Regions from separate parts of the Mus musculus genome. Here region 2 is linked to region 1. A link is a contact called in public promoter capture Hi-C data. All regions are on one chromosome and are shown on one strand. The core of a region is the stretch at or near the end of the contact, and the rest is flanking DNA. Distances in the headings are between cores, read along the strand shown. Region 1 overlaps Agpat3 (1-acylglycerol-3-phosphate O-acyltransferase 3). Region 2 holds the start of Madcam1 (mucosal vascular addressin cell adhesion molecule 1).

Evidence for each region. Promoter capture Hi-C pulls out the DNA fragments that hold promoters and counts their contacts.
Region 2: a contact with region 1 is called in a promoter capture Hi-C map of liver, with 2.2 times the contacts expected there. The contact joins the promoter of Madcam1 here to the enhancer-like site in region 1. A contact is called at or near these places in 4 of 39 promoter capture datasets (hematopoietic stem and progenitor cells, hippocampal neurons, liver and 1 more) and 2 of 115 datasets of contacts at active chromatin or transcription factors (large pre-B cells and stem cell-derived neural progenitor cells).

Annotation. Positions count from the first base shown.
Region 1 is chr10:78,306,136-78,313,441 of GRCm38.p6, reverse strand. The region is part of intron 2 of Agpat3 (1-acylglycerol-3-phosphate O-acyltransferase 3); the gene reads left to right. Among named protein-coding and RNA genes, the nearest start is that of Mir7659, 30 kb to the left of the region's middle. Within about 2 kb of position 4,726, at least 26 of the 459 cell types and tissues checked have an H3K27ac peak or open chromatin away from gene starts, as enhancers often do. A contact at or near this core is called in liver, where this site is marked.
Region 2 is chr10:79,661,973-79,669,278 of GRCm38.p6, reverse strand. It overlaps Madcam1 (mucosal vascular addressin cell adhesion molecule 1), which reads right to left and starts at 4,720. Exons shown (of 5, transcript NM_013591.3): 1 at 4,612-4,720; 2 at 4,101-4,367; 3 at 3,522-3,848; 4 at 2,509-2,940; 5 at 737-1,042. The coding sequence starts at 4,672. The coding sequence ends at 912.

The sequences.
Region 1 (7,306 bases), core at 3,477-5,976:
ACAGTCCTCTGGAATGATTGAGAAGGACAGGAACCTGCTCCCAGTTACATAGGTTGTGATGCTCCCATGGCAAGATGCTCCCAGTTACATAGGTTGTAGTGCTCCCATGTCAAGGTGCTCCCTATTACATAGGTTGTGGTGCTCCTATGGCAAGGTGCTCCCAGTTACATAGGTTGTGGTGCTCCCATGGCAAGATGCTCCCTATTACATAGGTTGTGGTGCTCCTATGGCAAGGTGCTCCCAGTTACATAGGTTGTAGTGCTCCCATTGCAAGGCACACAACTTGCAGATGACAGAAATGCAGCTGTAGATTAGTTAGTGTAGGAAGCACAGAGCAAAGCAGGCTGCTTTCTATGGGTTATCATAAATGTCAGAGCTATTTTGTCTGAAAGAACTCCTTCTCCTCAAGGTTTCAAGCCGGTAGCACAATTATGGCGTCAGATGTTCCAGGAGGGGCAAGTTTCTGCCTGTCAGCCATACACAGTGTGCTGTCCCCCTGCTACAGCCAGGGAAAGGAGGGAAGCTGGAGATGGAACTGGGACTTTGCGCATGCCTCTTCCACAGAGCCGCCGTCCAGCCCTTGTCTTTCCTGCTGGATCTCTTCCTTACCACCCTGAGATGGCCTCTACAAGCTCATTGAGCTGTCTGCATCCATCCCTTCTGATGATGATCCTCGGTGTTTGTGTCTGCGTACACAGGCCCTGTGGTTGTGGGCACAGTTGGCCGACCTGTGCTGACACTGGGTGCATCTTCATCCTAGCAAATAGTGCCAGATGCAGGGGCCGGGCAGGTCCGTGCTCTTCGCGCAGAGCCCGCCCTCTACAGATACAGCCGGGGATGTCTTTTCTCTCCTTTGTGCCTGCCTTTAAAAATGTCTTGGGGTGACTACAAGCTGCCCAGACAGCACTTGGGGAGAACGTTTCCAAATATGTGCAGCACCCTGGAGACAGGGCCCCAGACTCCTGGGCTCATGCCATAGCCTGTTTACTCTTTGTTTGGTCTACATAGTAACTTCATTCCCCACGCGCCCCTATGTTGTTGGAAGGGCATTTTACCAGCTGGGTCCCTGAGATCCCCAGCTGCCTTGTTCCTGGATTCTCTGCCTTCACTGTCTGCAGCACTGGGCTGGCTACGGGTAGGACAGTGCTTTGCTTCTGCATATGCTTGCTTAATGTACAGATGGGGAGGGTAGACAGGGGTTGAGGAGCTGGACAGAAGTCACTTCCTACAGGTGTCTGTACAATGAACGGGCCCCTACAGAGCCAGGCTGAGAGTGAGACACAGAACCCTCCACCCTATGGTCACGTGATGGTCCTCCCCTCAGCACTAGCAAGCAGCAACTCTTGCTCCTTCCAAGGCAGAGCTGGAGGGATGGGTGTGGTGAGAACCCTGGAAGTGTGGGCGGGGCTGGTGAGCACTAGGCAGCTTCCTCCCGGAGAGGTTCCCATGCCTCACTGGCCTTCCGACTTGCAGCAAACTGGGTAAGCTGAGGAAATGGTGACCTGGGTTCCTTAACCTAGTAAGCAAAGCAAGCAAAGTAGCGGGCAGTGGCGCCTGGCTGCCTGGACAATGTGTTTCCCCAGCCCTCACACGCCCCAGAGCCATGGGGGTGCTGGGGCCAGCCCTGGGGAGTCCTGTGCTGGAGACTCTTGGGATGGAGAAGAGATGGGAGGCTAGAACCGCCATCTGGGACAGAGGCATGGGGATAGTGCTACCAGTCACAGTGGTTGCCACAGCGCCTTGCAACTCCACCACTTCTCCAGTCCGTCTGGAGGCTTTGGACCATGGCTGCTGCCCCCAGCAGTTCTGCCCTATGTCTGTGAGATGGACTTAGATTCCACCTATGAGAGTGAGGGATGTCTTCTGTGCCTGGCTTGTCTTAGCACAGTGCTCTCCTTTTCTATCCACTCTGATGCAGGTGTTAAGACTTGCTTTATTTGTTTGTTTGTTTATTGACTGATTTTTATGGCTGGGTAATATTCCGTTGTGTGCATGTGCTAATTTTGCTGCCTGTTCATCCACAGGTGGACAGTTAGGAGATCAGATATCTCTAGTTTCTTAACTTCATGCTTTGAACCACAACAGCTGTGCTGCTGTGCAAGGGTCTCCTCTCTCCAGTGCTTGTCCTGATGATGGCTACTGTAGGTTTTATTTGCACTGTGCCACTAACTACTGTTCCCAGTATCTCTTTGCCATTTATATGTTGTCTGTGGCTCCACCTCGACCTGAGCCCTCTGTTGGACACTGGTCTCTGTGTTAGTGACTGAGATGAAAGGCCTAAGCAAAGCAGCTGAAGGAAGCAAGGGTTTCCTCGGGCTCAGGGTTGGAAGGCAGGGCAAACGTGGTGTAGGAGTGTGGGGAGTTGGCTGGTCACAGTGTGTCCCAGGCCAGGAGCAGAGAGAGAGACGCTGGTGCTCAGCTCACTAGTTCCTGTTCCCTTAGTCTGGGACTCTAGCCGTGGGATGAACCCACCCACAGTTAGGATCAGCCTTTCTACCTTCATTAACCTAGTTTGTATAATCCCCAGAGGGCATGCCCAGAGGCTAACCTAATCTTTTTTTAATACTCCTCCTCCCACCTATGTCTGTTTGACTGTCTGTGTATCTGTCTTTCTGTCTCTGTGTGTCTGCCTCTGTCTGTGTGTCTGTGTCTGTCTGTCTCTGTGTGATTGTGTGTGTGTGTGTGTGTGTGTGTGTGTGTGTGAGAGAGAGAGAGAGAGAGAGAGAGAGAGAGAGAGAGACAGAGAGGAGAGAGAAGGGGGAGGAGAGAGAGAGCGAGAAGGTGCTTCGCTGTCCAGGGGGCAGCTTTCTCCTTCCTCCTTGTTTGGGCCAGGGTTCAGGCTGACTGACACACCTGGGAGTCTCCTGTCCCCACTTCCCATCTCCCAGAAGGGACACTGGGATTACAGCCTCAAGCCACCACATGGGCCTCATAAAACAAGCACTTTGCTCACTGATCCACCTCCCAGCTCTAACTTATCTTGTATAGCCTCTCCCTGACAAGCTTAGAGACTTGTCTTTTTGGTGATTCCATATCCTACCAGTCAATATTAACCATCACAGCTGCTGACCAAGCATTTGATTGACAGGGCCCTCGGAGTCTGCAGCCACCTCCTCATGCTGTTGCTGTGTCCTTCACTCTACAGAAGTCTCTCAGTTTGATGCAGTCTTTTTTCTGCCTTTGCTTTTCCCATGTGATCTGTTGAGTCTTGGTCTATTTCCTCCACAGAGAAGGTTTGGGCGCAGGGATGGTGTCCTTTGTCATCTTCAGCCTATGCTGGGTGCTGTTCTTTTAGCATCCTTCCCAGTGTCTTTACAATCCAGCCCTGAATAGAGAGAAGGGCGGGGCCAGGTCCCCATGGTCCCCGGGGTAACAGAGAAGCACAACCTCAGGAGGTGAGCTGGAGGGCCCACATGTGGAGCACCCTACCACAGGCCTGCAGTGGAGGCGGCACCCGCTGGGTGGGTGCTGGCACTGACTGTGGGGAGGGCCGACACCCATGCATGTTTAAACATGTCACTTTGGCTGCACCATGGGGCACACACAGGTCAGGGAGCTGAGAGTAGAAGAGGCCGTGTGCTGGCTCTCCACCAGAATAGATGAACATGCTAGAATACCACAGCCAAGCTTTGGCCACACATAGGAGTTCCCCACTGTGAGGGCCATCCAAAGGCAGGCCAGCCACATAGTAAGGGAGACTGAGACAGAGGACTGGGGGGCAGTGTCCTAGAATCCCTGCAAGTTCCCAGAGCAGCACATACCACCAAAAACAGCTTAGCAAGTCATGGCTGTACAGGCAGCAAAGAGGATACTGTGGACAGGAGATTGGCCTACTCCGTTCATTTATTTGTTTATTTATAACATGTATTTAGTTTTCGTAGCCATGGTGCAAATGTGGAGGTCAGAGGATGGCTCTGACCTTGCGGGTTTGGGGACTTGAACTCCTGTTGTCAGGCTTGGTGGCAAGTGCTGTAACCTGCCCACTGCTGGTCCTGCCCAATTGAAAAAGCTTTAGTCTTGTTGGGTGTGGTGGTGCACACATTTTAATCCCAGCACAGAGGCAGGCAGAGCTCTGTGAGTTGGAGGACAGCCTGGTCCACATGCTTAGTTCCAGGACAGCCAGGTCTATGTTTAAGGGGTTCCATTTCATCAGGTTCCTCAGAACCTGATGTAGAAATATGTTGCAAGAAATGCCTCCAGTGGAATCAGGGGCTTCATCAAAACCTTGTTGAAGTCTTGATATGAGCAGCATCTAACTTCTACCTCAAGGAAAATGGGCTGATCCTCAGCAGTCCGTGGGTTGCCTGGGTGACACCCCCAGTGCCTCCTCCAATGGTCATCTTCAAGCTTCTTTTGGGTTAAATGCTCTGCTCACATACTGTCTGCACTACCACTGTGTCCGCTTTAAGATGAGAGTGTTCCTCCCCCAAACCTAAGGACAGTGAGTGCTCCTTCCTCTATAGGAGGAGCTATCTATAGGTGACTCTCATCTTTTGAGAGTCAAGAGGCCCATTGGCCAGAACAGAAGAGTGCAGCTTCAGCTGGAAAAGTAGAATATGCCCTGGGGGCCACTGTATGGGCTCTCTTCGAGCTTAGTCATGGCTCTTGTTGCAGGCCTGGCCCCTTGTTGCTGACCTTTGCCCTGCTTTGGCCATCCCACAATAATGTGGACGTGGGAGTATCCTTCTGCACCCTGCCACTGGGGAATGGCTGGTTCTGGGAAGCCCTGTTGCACTCTGGGAATCTTATAAACTACTTTGAAGATCAGTTTTAGTAAATGTCTTAGACCAGTCCTGGTTTCCCAAGAGCTGGGCTTCCCTGCTCCATGGGTGATGCCACACTCAGGCAGGAAGCGTGAGGACAATGTTGCACATGCAGCCAGTCTCATCTGCCTTGATCTGGTGCAAGAGCACCCCTCCTGAGGCTGTTCAAACTTGCCAGGCTGGAGAAGGCATGAGGTCCTCCCCATGAGGGCCACCCTTGCTGCTGCCAGATGGGAAAGCCCGGCTCCACCTGCCCACCCCTACCCAGTGGTCAGGCTCCTGACACGACTGAGTGAACCATTCCTTCATGTCAGTGAGCCTGTCTCACCAAGGAGGGGTTCCTCAACACTGCTCTTGGGAAGGAAGTTCCTGAAGCAAGGAGAAGGAATCCTGAATTTTTAAATACTCTTTTTTTTTCTTCAGATATCAACTCCAGTTCTATAAATAAAATCATGAGGGCTGCAAGTAAGGGGAATGTACCCAGTATTAAACTTCCAGGTGGCTGATTGCTCTTATCATCATGTCTTTCCTGTTAACAACAGGGCTCTGGGTCCCCAAAAGAAAAGACACTAGTGAGAGCCTGGCCAAGCTGAGTCCACTATCCTCACATGGGTGGAGCTACTGAGGCTCATCTGTGTGAGGGATGGGCCCTTGTGTGATGGTCTGGCTCCAGGGTTGCTTTGCCTCACTAGCTCAGCATCTTTCAGTGCAGCATTTACACTCCTTCCTTCTGGATTCTGGAACCACAGAGCACGGGGCATTAAGCCTCTGAGGGTTCCATACAATGTGCCCAGGCTGTGGAATGACTCTTCTTACACTGCATCAGACTCAGGAACCCAAAGGACAGTGTCTTAGGCATGGAATTGGGGACTCTGGGACTTGGCCAGCCTCCTGTTTGAACCTAGAGTCTCTGGCCACTAGGTAAGGAACCTATGGTTCTCTTTGGTCCCAGTCCTGGGGCCATCCATGGACAGAGCCCAGTGACCTGCGTCATGTCATTATAGCTCCTAGAAAAGCTGCTTATTGGATTAGTGTATGTCCCACAGCAGATCTGCAGTGGTGCTCAGACAACAGGCTGCCCTGTGACCTGCTTCAGCGTGTCCTCTGTCACTAGGTAGTCTGGGAAGGCACTGCCCAGCATAATTCTCGGGATAGTCTACCTCCCTTTTTCCAGTAGTCTCAGTGCCTGCCTGATGTGGGCAATCAGGCCCAGTCACATCTGCTCTCCTTGAGCCTGCTCCCTAATCTGCCAGAGACCTGTACTCAGAGCCAGGCTCCTCCTCATCCCCTCTCAGACGCTCACCAGACGGAGGATAGCCATGTTGGCCAGCTCTTCAACCTGCCTCTTCTCTGGGGTCTGCGTCGCCCTGCTGGCCGTGGCCTTGGCCTATTACTTCTACTGGTAAGGGAGGCCTGGTACAGGCTGTGTGCGTTTGGGGATTGCAGCATGAGTGATACATGTGTGTGCTGGGGCGGGCTGTAGGCTGGGAGGGTGTGGATATGGGTTGTGTGGGTGCAGGCAATGTTGGGACCCGTGGTGCTGCCACTCTGGGTGCGGGTGGTTCAGAGCATACAGTGTAGGTGTGAGCATTGTGGGTGCGGGAGGTACAGTGGGGCTCTGAGTGGCTACTTCTGCCTCTAACTAAGGATCTGCTCTATCCCTTGGTTCCTACCCTGAGACCATAAGAGCCAAGTAAAGGGGCAGAGGGACAGGGACTAGCTCATCTGATCTCCCAGTTCCTAAATCATGTTGGAGGTTGATCATTGGTGTTCCCTGTGTCCCCTGGGGGCACAGGTGTGGGTCCTTTCAACCTGGGAGGCTTTGTTGACAAAGTTTATTTGTGTTTTCCCCACAATCTCCTGTGTCCCTCACCTCTTGACTCCCCTGCTGGGTGAGCCAGCTTAGATGGGATCTTAGAGACTGGGTAGTGCCCATCACAGAAGCTCAGCCCAGGAACTAGACTCTGCCTTGCTTGAGAACACCGTGACCATATCATGCCACCAGTGAGCCTCCGCTCTCCAGTGTTCCCCAGTAAGGCGGGGACATGATGCTGTGGCTCTGTGGAAGACAGAGGACACTGGCCAGTGGGGCAGCCACCTGAGGGGTCAGTGTCCCCACTTTGGGTGTTCTCAGCACATGATACAGGGAAATCCAATTCAGGGTTTTGTCAGGGGTGTGCTGAGTGAGGGAACAGTATGCCATCATGCCTATCATCGTTGTTACAGGGCTTGAGGTGTTATCTTGGACCTGGCCAGGTAGTGAGAGCCCTGGTTCCCAGCATTATCTCCATTAGCACTGAGTGGCATGAGCAGTTACAGCTCTGGAGGAAGAGTCAGCTGAGGGTGTGGAGGGCATGCTGTCTGTCCTGCCGTACTGGAGCTGGGCCCTTGTCCTGCTGTGGTAGGAGCATGCTGCTTCCTATTCTGCATGACTTCCGACTTCTTTACTTTGGACACGTGTTGCAGCTGACTAAACAGCTGTCTGAGCTGCAAATGGATGGACTGGCTGAAAGGATTCTTTGTGTTGAGCCAAGTGCTCACCA
Region 2 (7,306 bases), core at 3,471-5,970, 1.4 Mb before region 1:
TCTGTGTGCGTTTTCCTGCTACTCCATGACTGCATCTTCTAGCTTCGGTCTGGAATTGTGAGCTTGCCAGACTTCAAAATGGTCCCCCAGGAAGGGCTTGGTTTCTGGCTTGAAGCGCGATACCTTGCCATCTTGGTAGTGGGCAAGTCTTCCTAAGCATGGTCTCCTAGCAACCAGGCACCCTGGGTACCAGATAAACCCCGCAAAGCTCACCAGGAATCTAGGGCTGAAAGCGGAGTTCAAACCGTTTTCTGCGTTTGCTCCCAGACTCGGCCTGGGCTCTCCCGGGTTTTTGGCCTCACTTAGTCTCCTTCCGAGCGTTAAGGTGCCTGAGCGGAGTTGTCACCAGATTCCTTCCTTTCCCAGACTGTTACCATTTCTGACCACCAGAGGGGGGTGCTCTCTTTGCAATTCTGAACTGCTGTGGCTTTCTAGTATCCTCGCATGTCCCTTTTCTGTGTTATCTTTGGCTCTTTATCTACTGACATACTTTTTATTCCCTTGTCTGGCATCCATACCGCTCTTCGTGTTTTCCCAGGTTACCCCCCAAGTACTTTTTCTAAGCCACTGGATATCTCCTTAGTTACTCTTGTTAAATGCAGGCATTTCCCAGCCTAGTATCCTGTTGCTCGACCTACCAAAGAAAACTGGGATGTGTGACTGTCTCCAGGGACTCTGGCTGTAGGGATAGGTGATGTACAAAGCCTTCCTATTCACAGTACGAAAGAATATGCCAGTGGCTAGATACGGGGCTTTTATTTAGCTCTGGGCCAGCAGGCAGAAAAGCCCAGAAGTCAGGAGAAACTTATAGATGTGCTGACCACCAAGGAAAGAGGCCACACTATCATCTTGATGCCCCAAATCCTGCAGCTGGTCACTCTCTGCCTCCTTTAGTCTGGCATAATGGAGCTTCATAGGTGTGTACATGAGCTAGTGTCTGGGCGAGGACCTGGCCGGTAGCATTTCCACAGGCGGTAGGCAAGGAAGACCAGTGCAAGCAGCCCCAGCACCAAGCTGCCAATCCATAGGACGACGGTGGAGGCTGAAAGAGTAGGAAGAGAAAGGCTGCCATCAGTCCCAGTGCCTGTGGGCTCCACAGAGGGAACATACATAGGCCCTTACAGTTTAAAAGTGGACTTAACTAGCCAGCCTCTACTTGGGTAGAAAACAGCCACCCAACCAGACATACTCAAAGACAGCATGGAAGAATGAATCTACTTAAAGGGAAGCTTTTGTTTCTAAATTACGGTCTCACTCTGTAGCTTAGGCTGACATTGACCCTTCTTCTTCTACAGCTCAAGTACTTAGATCATAGCTTGTGTGCCATCGTGCCCAGCTTAGTTCTGTTTTGTTTTGTTTTGTTTTGTTTTGTTTTGTTTTTTGTCTGTTTTGTTTTGATTTTTTGAGACAAGAGTCTTCTATGTAATCCTGGCTGTCTGTCCTGGAACTTGCTCTGTAGACCAGGATGTCCTTGAACTTAGAGATACACCTGCCTCTGAGATTAAAGGTATGTGTCACCACCACCACCTGGCTTAAGGTTTATTTTTTTAATGTTTATTTTGTGTGTGTGTGTGTGTGTGTGTATCTGTGTGTATGCCACAAATGCAGGTACACTTGGAAGTCAGAGGAGGATGTCAAGTCTCCAGGGTCCTGGAGTTACAAGTGGCTATGCGTTTCTTGTCTCTGCCTCCTGAGTGCTAGGATTAAAGACATGCGCAAACACACCTGGCGTCTTATTTGCATGTGCAGGAGTTATTTTAGTGTTGATGTACATATGTGTACCATGCACACATGGTGCTCTGGGAGGCCAAAAGTGTGGGTTACATTCCCTGAATCTGGAGTTACAGATGTTTGTGAGCTATCACATGGGAAGTGAACCCAGGTTCTCTGTAAGACCAGTAAGTACTCTTTAATTTCTGAGACATCTGTTGCTTCAGACTCAATTAACGTATTTAAAAAATCAACCATTAAGACATGTGTCATGGGCTGGTGAGATGGCTCAGCAGGTAAGAGCACTGACAGCTCTTCTGAAGGTCCTGAGTTCAAATCCCAGCAGCCACATGGTGGCTCACAACCACCCGTAATGAGATCTGATGCCCTCTTCTGGTGCGTCTGAAGACAGCTACAGTGTACTTATGTATAACAATAAATTTAAAAAAATGTGTCACAGTGGTGTGCACCTGTTATCTCAGCACTGAAGAGGTTGAGGCAAGATCACGGTCACTTTTAGCTATGATGCAAGTTTGAAGCCAGCCCCGGGTATGTGAAACTAAAGTTAAATAGCTATGAAGTCAGCCCCGGGCATCTGAAACCAATGTTAAATTTTTTTTTCACTTTTTGTTTCACTGGATCTTCCTGTCTCTGAAAGACTGCAAGGTGCCCCGAGTTCTAAGAGGTCTCCAGACAGGAAAGCATACTGAACATGGGGAAACTGAGGCTAGGCATGGTACAGACTCCTGCTAGTGTTTTAGTCCCATTTGTCCCTCCCTCCCAGGGCCCCAGACTCACAGGAATTCGGGGTCACCTGGCCAGGAACATACAGATTGGTCACCTGCCCGCCAGGGTCCTGGCGGCACTGGAACCAGCCCTCTACCATGGGACCTGGGGGCAGCACGCTTAGCCATGCCTGGGCCCCAGCCTCCCTCTTGTGGTAGGTTGCCAGGTCGCCAGGAGCCAAGGTCCAGCGCACAGTAACTCCGGGCCCACAGGATGCTTCACAGAGTAGCTCCCAGCCTGCCTCCAGGTCCTGGTGGATTTTCGGGCGGCAAGGTCCCTCAGAGCTCAGAGTCCTAGGGCTAAGCTTGGGGTATGGAGGGGCAGAAGGTAGGGTGGTGATGTTGAGCCCAGTGGAGACTGCCTCAGCAGTACTTGATGAGGTCAGGATGTAGGGCTCAGCAGAGGTCGTGTTGGGGGGCTTAGGTGAGGTCTGGCTCTGTAGTACTGCAAACAGAATGAATGTTCTTCCTGTAGCCTCAGTTTTCCTCATCTGCAACCCAGTATTGGTTCAGAATTCTTCCATCACCCTTCCCACATCACTTAAGAGGCACAAGGCATCATACTAGTTAGGATCAGCAGCTGATGACACAGACACAGAACAGGAAGTAGGTACTAGCTCTTATGCAAGTCTACCAGATCACTGTTTATTTTATTTATTTACTTTGGTTTTTCAAGACAGGGTTTCTTTGTATAGCCCTGACTGTCCTGGAATTCGCTCGGTAGACCAGGCTGGCCTCAAACTCAAGAAATCCACCTGGCTCTGTTTTCTGAGTGCTGGGATTAAAGGTGTGCACCGCCAACCACCCACCTAGGCAAAGCCAAGAATTTGTGAACAGAAAACGACGGAAATATCATGTTGGAGCTAGCATAGAGTAGGTCCTTATCTTTTGAGTTAATCTTTTCTGGCTGCCTTGTGACACAGGCATTGAACAGTTTTGTTGGGGATCTACAGGTGGGGACAACCAATCATGGGCCAAGCCCCAGAGCTGCTGGGCCTAGAGGCAGGCAGGACCCAGTGGTCTTACCTGGAATCTCCTTTCTATGGGTCAGCACCAGTTTGGGCAGCTGCATGGTGACCTGGCAGTGAAGGGCAGGAGGGGCAGGGGTCCCCAGGGAGGGTAACCGCCAGCGTTGTGTCATTCGGAACAGTGGTGTGCCCTCAGCCTCTTGTATCTCCTCTTCTTGCTCTGGTTCCAGGGCTTGGGCACCCTCCAGTCTCTGCTCTCCCAGTAGCAGGGCAAAGGAGAGACTGTTCGGGTCTGCAGGCCAGATGTTGTGGGCCGTGCAGGACACCACCTGGTCCTGTCCAGGTACAAGGAACTCCGGGGACACCACCAGCTGGTCTGGGAAGGCTGTGGATCGATAGCAGGCCCAGGGCTGAGCTTAGAGGTCAGGCCTGGGCCAGGCAGAGGGGAGTTTGGCGTGAGAGTGCAGCTATGGCCTCAGGTGGTTGGGACAGGAAGGGTGAGTATGTCAGCCTTGAAGGTCTACAGTGTGGGGGTGGCAGTGGAGTGTGGGGACTTGGTGGGTGGTGGCACTGGTATGGCGCAAGGTCCTGATTCCCCCGGGGCAGGTGGCACCTAGAAAGGCAGAGTGGGCCTCACCATACACAAGGATCTTCACGGAGTGCTGGAAGCTTCGACTCCCGCAGGAGCCCACACACACAGGAGTGCCTGTGTCTGACAGCATGCCCCGTACAGAGAGGATACTGCTGCCTGGGAGGGTCTGTACACTGCCCAAGCTGGTGTCCAGACCACGCCAGTGCACCCGGGCTACACCCTCGTCACAGGACATGCTGCAGGTGATCTGGAGGGATGTGCCCATGGCCACAGCTACCTCAGACTCAGGGGGGTTCACCTGGAAGGACTGTCCTGAGGAGTAAGAGCATTAAAGCTGTGATGGGACAACTGGGTCCCAGGTTCCAGCCCTGACCCTGGGTTGAGACCCCAGGGCTCTCGTCCTCTGGCCCAGGTTCCTGGGCCTTGATGAGAGACCAACCGGAGCCGCACATCCCTAGTCTCTCAAAGCCGTGGATTTTCACAGCACTCCCAAACTCTCCTCCCTTGTACCCATTCATCTCTCGAAGCCTGCTTCCCTACCCACAGCCCTGCTTACCTCTGCTGAGCTGGTAGGGTACTAGGGCCAGGGCCAGCAGGAGGGCCAGGATGGATTCCATGCCTGCCTCTGTCTTGTGACCGCCAGGGGAAGCGGCTTAAATAAGAGTGGGCCGGCAGCTTCCTACTGTCTGAGACCCTGCCTCTCCTCCCCCTTCTGCCGGCTCTGTGGGACTTTCCCAGGGGGCTTTCCCAGCCCGACCCCCACTTTGTAGGAGGCAGAGAATCAGAGGCTAGAGGTGAGGCAGGGACCCGGGAACACAGTCATTACAGATGGGGAGGGAAGGTCTGGGAAGGTTCCAGGCCCCGGTTCTATGTACGGGAAGGCTGAAGCTAAAAGCTGGAGGTGGGTCACCATGGTGGGTCAAGTGCATGGAAATCTGCCAGTCCTAGGTTGCCCCGCCCACCTCGCTGACTAGAGCTGTGCCTTCACTTCCACAGGTGGCCGCATGAGGGCGGCAGAGGGGCCTGGCCTGGTTCTGGATGGTGCGGGAGTTGTTCTGGGGCCTGAGTTCCATGTGATGTGTGTCTGGGATAAGTCACCAGTTGTCCCCTAAGTCTTTGTCCTTCCACTTGCAGGCCTGACAGAGCCTGGGGTCTGGGGCTGGCTCACTTTGACCTGAAACATTGGAGACTTAGGTTTGGTGCATCCTTGTGGGACCATGGACCTTGCCAGGAAACTTGGTAAGACTGAGCAGGGTCAGAGTCCCGGGCACCCAGGCACCCAGCTGAGATGGTAGGTGGCTCCCTGATCCCTACCAGATTCCTGTCCTGGAACACGTGTCACACTTCCCACATAGGAACCGTGACCTGTGGTCACAGTAGCCCAGAACAGTTCTGTATGCTAATGAAGTATTTAGAGGCCCTGAGGGATTAGCCAATAAACTTCCCTTCCTTCCGGGACATTCCTCCCTGGACATTTAGTCTCTAGTGCATCCTGAGGAGGTGGAATGCACTCATTTTCCACGATGTACAATCAATAAACAGTTTGGAACCAAGGACTGTCTCTTTCATCAAGAATGCAGTAGGGAGCACAGAGAAAGGCTTCGACTACAGAGCCACAGCCCGAGTCTCCTGCAGAAGCCCCTCTGCACTCCAAGAAAACTGCTGCTAAGCCAAGCACAATCCTCTATGAGCTTTCCGGGCTCACCGTCACCCTCAGCCAGAGGACCCCCAATTCTATTCCTAACTCCCCGAGACACAGTGCTGACTGGATGTACAGGAGTTTGGGAGCCCCCGTGGGGCCCACGGGCTCCTCATGCAGGCCCCGGGGACCCACGGCCCTCCATTTCTGACTCCTCTGTGTGGTTGGTTTTCCAGAGGTGACTGGATGCCCAGGAGTCAGGGCATCCTAGCTTTGGCCTCCCAAATCTTAGGCTAAAATTTCCCACCTCTGAGCTGTGTATTGGTGCAACGCTCAAGCCCAGCACCTGACAGCAGCGGCGCAGGAAGTTGCCTGCCCAAGTGGCTGTCCCCACACTCCAGACATGGACCTATGGATCCTGGGCCTCAGGCTGGAGTTCTGAGGGTATCATACATTCTTAGGCGTTCTACCTCACTTTCCTCCGAGGTCGGCACACCACCTCTCCCGCGCTTCCCTCCTGACCCAGTCCCTACTGAGGAACACCAGCTGCATACTCCCAGGCTTCAGGGGCTAGCCGAGAAAGCAGGCTAGTTTCCTGTGTTCTTGCCTCAGGCAGTCACACCTTTGTACCAAGGCTCTGCAGTCTCCAGTCTCCAAGACCCTCTCACCTCCCTTTCCAACCTCCTCTGCTTTCCTAAGGCACCGGTGGAAGCTTGAAGTCTGTCTCCACTCAAGCACGTTGAGTGCTCTTGCCTAGGGGTTGACAGCTTGACATAAGCAGGGTCATTTGGGAAGAGGGAACTTCAGTTGATAAAAAACGTTCCCATCAGGGGCTGGTGAGATGGCTCAGCAGGTAAGAGGTCCTGAGTTCAAATCCCAGCAACCACATAGTAGCTCACAACCACCCGTGTGTGTCTAAAAACAGCCACAGTATACTTACATGTAATAATAAATAAATCTTTAAAAAAAACAAAACAAAACAAAATGTTCCCACCAGATTGGTCTGGAGGCAGGCCTGTGGGGGTATTTTTTTTTTTTAAATGATTGATGTGGGAGGGCCCAGCCCTATGTGGGCTGGTGGTCCTAGATGCTATAGAAAAGCAGGCAGAGCAAGCCAGTAAGCAGCACTCCTCCATGGCCTCTGCATCAGTTCCTGGCTCCCCCATTCCTGCCTTAGCTTCCCTTTATGAAGGGCCGTGATCAGGATGCATAAGTTGAAATAAACACTTTCTTCCCCAAGTTGCTTTTGGTCATGGTGTTTTATCTCAGCAACAGAAACCTTAGCTATACAGGGTGAGACTTTGTCTGCTCCAGCCCTGGCCCCTGCCCCCTGCTCAGCATGCAAACTGTGGGGATCTTCTTAGAACTGAGGCACCAGCAATAGTGTGGCAGGTGGAGGTTGGTATCACAGCAGGGAAACTGAGGTGTGCCTCAGGGGTGTGTGTGTGTGTGTGTGTGTGTGTGTGTGTGTGTGTGTAGTCAGGGCTGTGGCTGCCTGGGCCCCATCCCCCGCCCCTTTCCCAGCATGCACCAGTGCTGGAAGCTGTGCAGGAAGGTGACTCCAAGACATGGGCCCTTCCCGGGAAGCTGGGCTCTTAACCCGGGTGGGGGG